2 separate regions of the Mus musculus genome follow, and region 2 is linked to region 1. A link is a contact called in public Hi-C data. All regions are on one chromosome and are shown on one strand. The core of a region is the stretch at or near the end of the contact, and the rest is flanking DNA. Distances in the headings are between cores, read along the strand shown. Region 1 has its middle 26 kb from the start of Lncenc1. Region 2 has its middle 7.6 kb from the start of Gm41029.

Region 1 (3,416 bases), core at 448-2,947:
ACACAGGCCCTGGGCTACGCAGCCTCTGCCTTATGCTATAAAAAGCAAGCTGGCCCCAGACCAACCAGAAGCATCAGCATTTATCAGAGCATTGATGGGCTTTCAGACGCAGAAAAGTCTTGTTCTCTGAATGGGGGCCAGGAGGATCAGGTCTTTAAACAATATGGCACAGCTTGAGGACCTGCCTGGGGTGTCTGGGAGTTAAAATAATCAAAACCAATGGTAATAATGCGCCCAGGAAGCAGCTCTACAATGCAGATCCCCCACTCAGTAGTTAGCCCACTAATGACATTAGCTGGTATGAAATACAAATAGGAGAAAAACAATCTAAGCCAATTATACTGATTATGCCGCTGACATCAAAAGGTACAGCAGATGAAGCTGAATTTCCATATATTAATATTTAAGCCAGTATCCACTGCAAAGTAACACACATAATGAAGGCCCACTAGATTTCAGTACACACTGCTAAAAATCTCTAATCAAGCAAAAAAAAACAATTTTCTAAATGATAATTAGCAGTAATCATGTTCTTTAAGTGCAGAGTATTATAAAGTACAAACTGATTTTTTTTTTTAATGTGAATAGCAAAATTCCTTGTACTGGCAGTAGCATGACAGATGTAAGGGCAGAGGCTCCCAGCTCTGATTTAAGTGCCTCTCCAGTCACGAGAACAGTTGCATCTGTGATTGGGATGATCAAAAAGTGCATTGCCGATTATCAAAGACAGTCTTGACTAGGTGGAGTGCTCTACTTGAGGCAGAGGAGGGAGGAGTCAAGAGAAGGAGGAGGCAATAGAAGTAGAAGGAGGGCTTAACCCCTTACTTCCTAAGGTATTTTGCTGAAACAAAGTACAGGTCTAGCCAAGCCTTGAGCTGGCGTTGTTTTTTATCGCTCGGTGGGTATAGCAGCTGTGCAAATGCCGTCCACATGGGGCAAGACGAAATTCCTGCCAAGTGAGCGAGGAGAAATGTGAGCTCCATTTGCTTTACTGCCCATGCTCCTGTGAGGAGTTGCATAAAGGGAGAAAGTAGCTAATTAAAGCAACAATATAGACCCCACTCCGGGCGAGTATGCACCCATTCACATGATGTTTGAGACTCCTGGTACTGAGATACTGGGTAAGAACAAAGCCAGGCGTGTACACGCCACGAAATCACGGACGCCACTGTAATTGTCTTGTGCTGTCCACAGATGTGCTCATCAGCTGTTCCCCCATCGTGACCAACGCCTTGGTGATCAGCTTCCGAAGAGAAGAGGCCTCTTTTGGCTCTCAGTTTCTGAGGTTTCAGCCCGAGAGCCACTTGGAGATATGGCTTTTAAGCCTTGGTAATGAGGCAGCATGTGGGAGAGTGGAACAAAAGAGCTTCAACGTCCAGAAGGAGAGAGGACGAGGCAGGAGCTCTACCAAGGCCTCTGAGGACCAATGACCTGAAGCGCTCCTGCTAGGCTCCGCCTCCTAAGGTTCTATCACCTCCCAGTAGTCCCATGCTGCCCTCAGACAAAGCATGGACCTTTGAGGACATTTCAGACCTAAATGCTGTCAGCACAGAGCTCATTATGTCTTTTAATTCTTTGAAATGTGAAGAAAAAAATGCTTCTACTGTCTGGGAGGAAGGATGGTACAGAATAAGTGAGTGACGTTCTTAGAATCCTGTGGCCAACCCCAAAGTGGATATACAAGAGCAAAGTGATTCCTGTCGCAGTGATGGTGTGACATTTCAGATAAGCTAGAAGTGGCACGCAGCCAAGGCTTGAGCGCCCTGGCAGAGAAGCAGTTCCTGTGTAATTCTCAGTGTTTCGATCTGAATTATCATCACACCAGCAAAGTGCCCTTAATAACCTGTGAGAATACAGCTGTGTCTCATGGTTGGTTGCACCATCACCACCAACGTCCTTTTAAAAACTCGAAATTCAATTAATCTAAAAGCTTTAGATACGATAAGGTTTGGATTCATTCATACAATACCAAGCATCGAATCGACTCTTTGTCCTTCAGCAGTCCTGGGAATCTGGCAGAAATCTTAAGAAAAACCCTAGTGCCTAAAACCTGCAAGACTAGAAACTCACCATCACTAAATCTAAAGTACGTAGCTACAAATGGGTCAAATGTATGTTCTATGTATTTTATCACAATAAAACATGGAGACATAATTTGCAAAAAGTTATACTTCAGGCTGAAAATGTTAATGATAGTAATAACAGTAGTTAAAAGAAGTAACTACAACATAGAATGTAGAAAGTGTTTCAGAGTTTTATCAATTTTTTTAATATTGTTTACTTTGGGGGGGGGCACACAAGTGCCATGGTGCAGACGTGGAGGTCAGAGGACAACTTGCAATAATCCATTCTCTACTTCCACCATAAGGGACAAAAATCGAACTCTGGTTGCTAGGTTTGGCAGCAAACACAGCCAGCATCTTTACCCTCACTGGCCCACAATGCACCTTTACCCTGATTGGCCCACAAAAGGGAATTTCAAATAGCATTTTGCTCTTGGATTTTCTTTCCCTTTATTTTCTTTTCTAAATGAGCCAATAAAGCCAGTTGTTGATGGCACAGTTAAAACTCCCTTTCACACAGCTACTATGTTGCTAGCAGCTCCTTCTAACCTGTGGGACGCTGAGTCTTTTAGCATTGCAAATTGCTTTGCTTGCTACCTAGTTTTCACCAGTCCTTAGCTGATGTCCTGCTGTCTGCCTCTAGCAGACACTGAGAAAGAGCAAGAAGCAGGAGCAACAAATGACTTTATAGAGTTCAGGGAGAAGCAGCTGCTTTAGATGAGAGGAATCTTCCCGACATTGGGATTGGGAGGTAAAATTGCAAGGGAACTGTGGGCTAAAACGAGAATTCAAAACGAGGTACTAATAACAACCTGTCTAGTCTATGGAAATCTGGTATTCTATACAGATTTACTCTCAATCTGAATATTTTTTAAGCATTAGCTTAAAAATGAAAATGGACCAAAGGTCTTCAAAAGCCTTATTTTGCACAAAATTGCTCAGAATAACAATTCGCAAAAGAAAAGGCCATTTACAATCCCTGACTATTCACCGAGCATCTCTGATTCGTTCAGCAATTTTCTGGCCATTGTAGGTAATAAGATGAAATTGACATGTCCTAGTTCCTCGAGGAATATACCTTCCTTTCAGAAGTCAGAACCCACCTCCATTCCCCCCCAACCCCTCCCGCACACAAGCCTTTACTGAGATAAGACTGTGTGTGCATCAGGGAGCTGAAGAAACGGCTCAGTGCATAAAGCATTTACTGTACAAGTGTGAGAACTAAGTTTAGATTCCTCAGAAACCACATAAAGCTTGGGTGTGGTAGCACGTGTCTGTAACCCAAGCAAACCTATGACCAGATGGGAGGTGGAGACAGAATCCCTGGGAACGCATAGGCCAGCTGCTCTGGAG
Region 2 (3,416 bases), core at 386-2,885, 140 kb before region 1:
AGGACTGAGGAACCCTCTGACACATCAGTCCACCGAGGTCCTTGGGACATGGTCAAAAAGATGTCTGGATCTTTAAAAGACACTGATTGTTTAAAGAATGAAATCATTCCTCTGAAACCTTAACTCAGCATCATAATTGGACCCAGAAAGACACTGCGAGAGTCTCACCGAAAAAGACCCGTGTGTGTGTGTGTGTGTGTGTGTGTGTGTGTGTGTGTGTGTGTGTGTGTTGGGGGGTCGTGTATGGAGGCCAAAGATCAACTTTGGATACCCTCCCTCACATGGTCTCCACTATTTGATACAGGGTTTCTCATTAGCCTGGAGTCCCCATGTCATCTAGACCTCATGGCCATTGAGCCCCTAGGAAATCTGTCTGCTCTATTGACCCCGGTACAGGAATCACAAGTATGCACTACCATGTAGCTCTTTAACATGGGTACTAAGAGTCAAACTCAGATATTCAAGCGTGTACCCTACTGACTGAGCGGCTGTCCCAGCCCACCTCCTTTTTTGTTTTGCTTTGACTCCTATTCACAGAAAAGAAAAGCCTGACGCCAGAATAGGGTGATGCTGGTGGGGTACTGGAAGAGGACCCAGATGAGGACTCATGAGTCCTGATGCATACCCAAACTTGATGTTAGCACCTATACAAAAAACAAGGCAGGAAAAGTCTATTATTAAAAGGGCTACTGGGCATGAGGCCATGGGTCAGTCTCCAAGCAAGCCTCTGCTGTTTATCATCCCAGGCCACGAATTAGAAAGTGTGATAAAACCCTTTGTTACCAGGCAGAGAGGCTAGGCAAGGACGGAAATAATCAGTTGCCATCTGGGCCTGTCATGACCTAGGGACTTTGATCCCAATCAGTGTGTTTTCTACAGCTTGTGGTGTCTCCACATAGTAAGGCTCACAAAGATTATGAACTCACCGGTGTTCGTCTCTATTTCATATAAAAGCACAACACAATTCAGTAGCTAACCCCCACTCCCCAGTCCCAGTCAGTTGCTTTGCTTTTGTCTTTTAGACAGTGTCTCGAGATCTAACGGTGGCTGGCATGGGATTCATTATCTAAACTGAAACTCAGGGAGACCGAGCTGCCTCTGCCTCCTGAGTTCTGGGATTAAAGGTGTGTTTCACCACACCCAGACCAACATCGGCCACCCCACCCCACCCTCCCTAGCACCAATCTCACAAGTGCATGGATTTCAAACACTGCCACCACACTTGGTTTTCTTCCTATTTCAAAACAGCGTTTGGGTCAAGCATAGATGAATCAAATCAAAGAAAGAATAATAGTTTCAGGCTAGTTACTCCATGTCCCCAAATGAACAACTAATATTGCTACTGTCTGCAAAAACATGATCTAAACAAATAACAACAGTTTTTTAAAATCCCCACGGTTATCCAGTATGCACACAGAACACATTAGTTTCTGGCAATATCTCCAGGAATTAATTGAGTATAAAATACCATGCAGAAATGGGGGTACTCTAGTGGAAATGAAGAAGGGTAATGGTTTTACAGAATACAGAGTCAAGCCTTACATCTCATGCCCTTCCCTTGGTTCCCTCCCTCCCATGCCTCCTCCTTCCACAGAGACAGCAGGGCACAAGGAGGAAGTTGCCAAGATTTTTAAACAGAGAGCATGATTTACAGATGAATCACGGCCATGTGGCCTACTGCTCTGTCAGAACTCAGGAGGGAGTCGCTCTCGGGTGGTAATGGCCTCATTACGAATGTTATGGAGGCGGCAGTGCGTCTTCTCTGAAAGATAAAGCAGTATTACCCACACTTCACAGGGCAAATTAAATTCCTTTGAGTTATTTACCAACTTGAAGTCGGTGTTGTTCTCTATGAGCAGAAGTTTCAAAGGAAGATTATGCTAATACCTCAACAGAGTGGCTCTCTCGTCTAGCAGGGTGTCTCCTAATAAGATGCCCATCTGCTGCCATACCTTCTGCTTGGCTGGCCGGTTGATCTGATGGCCTTTGGTTTTGTGTGCTCTCTTTGGGAAGAAGAAAGCATTATTGTCAGCTTTAGACCTACCAAACTGTACAAAATCTTGGAATTTCTGGCCCAGATCTTATTAACTGAGTACCTACTATGTGCCTGGCTCTATCTTTAGTCAATCTATATATGATAACCTCATTTGAAGCCAAAAACCATCTCATGAGGTAGAAATAGTCCACACTATATAAGCAGCTATACCACAAAATGAGAATTCCTACCCAGGTCAAGTGATAGTAAATGATAAAAAAATGTGAGCCAGATGTGGTACTGCAGACCCATAATCCCAGTACCCAAAAGGCTGAGGCAAGAGGATAGTAAGACCAATCTGAGCTATAAATCAAGAGTTCATCCAGTGGAATGGGTGAGATGCAGGGGAAAGAAAAGGGGAGACTATGAACCCAGCTTTCCTCAATAGCGTCAGAACCAGGAAGGAGCAGCCATACCGTCTGTGATCTGTAGCCACATAAACTTGTCTTCAAATATGCAAAGTGTGAAGCCAGCATCTGCTCAGGATGCTCACAGAGCCGTTGTTGTCCTTCCCATCACTGCTCCTCTCAGAAGCCTCCTTTCCTTCTCCGCACATGACAAAACCTACAACTGAACATCAGGTCATATACAATGGCCAGTAGTCAAGGTCCAGTTGGCCTTCTGTATCTGCAGATTCAACCAGCAGTGGATCAAAAATGCACAGAAAAAAAAAATGGCTTGTGCTGGCCGTGTTCAGACTCTATTATTCCCTAAGTTATGCAGCAGTTATTTACATAACCTTTATGTTGTACTTGGTTTTATATGTAATCTAGATGTGATTTACAGTGTGTGAGAGGGAATATATGGATGATATGCAAATGCTAGATCATATACTCACCTAAAGCACCTGAGCGTTTTGGTATCTGCAGGGGTCCTAGAACCAATCCTAAACCCATTACTAAAGAATGACTGCTGTCTTAGTTAGGGTTTCTATCACTGTGGTAAAACACCACGGCCAAAAGGAATTAGCGGAGTTCATTTCAGCTTACAGCTCTACATCACAGTCTATCACCTAAGGAACTCAGGGCAGGAATGAAAGGCAGGAACCTGTGGGCAGGAACTGATGCAGAGGTCACGGAGGATTGCTGCTTACTACCTTATTACACTTAGCCAGCTTTCTCACCACAACTCAGGACCACTTGCCCAGGGATGGCACCACTCATAGAGCTGGTCTACCTACATCAATCAATTAAGGAAATGCCCCACAGGCTTGCCCACAGGCCTTTTCTCAGCTGAGGTTCTCTCTTCCCAAATGACTCTATATTATATCAAGTTGACAAAAGAGGAGGAGGAGAAGGAAGAGGAGGAGGAGGAGGAGGAGGAGGAGGAGGAGGAGGAGGAGGAGGAGGAGGAGGAGGAAGAAGAGGAGGAGGAGGAAACA

Evidence for each region. Hi-C and Micro-C count contacts between places; a contact is called where the count stands out from the background.
Region 2: a contact with region 1 is called in a Hi-C map of the N1E-115 cell line, with 3 times the contacts expected there. The contact joins two enhancer-like sites. A contact is called at or near these places in 4 of 484 Hi-C or Micro-C datasets (the N1E-115 cell line, myocytes, nephron progenitors and 1 more) and 2 of 115 datasets of contacts at active chromatin or transcription factors (bone marrow-derived macrophages and pancreatic cancer cells).

Annotation. Positions count from the first base shown.
Region 1 is chr13:97,406,917-97,410,332 of GRCm38.p6, reverse strand. No RefSeq gene overlaps it. Among named protein-coding and RNA genes, the nearest start is that of Lncenc1, 26 kb to the left of the region's middle. Within about 2 kb of position 1,697, at least 28 of the 459 cell types and tissues checked have an H3K27ac peak or open chromatin away from gene starts, as enhancers often do. A contact at or near this core is called in the N1E-115 cell line, where this site is marked.
Region 2 is chr13:97,544,555-97,547,970 of GRCm38.p6, reverse strand. No RefSeq gene overlaps it. Among named protein-coding and RNA genes, the nearest start is that of Gm41029, 7.6 kb to the right of the region's middle. Within about 2 kb of position 1,635, at least 102 of the 459 cell types and tissues checked have an H3K27ac peak or open chromatin away from gene starts, as enhancers often do. A contact at or near this core is called in the N1E-115 cell line, where this site is marked.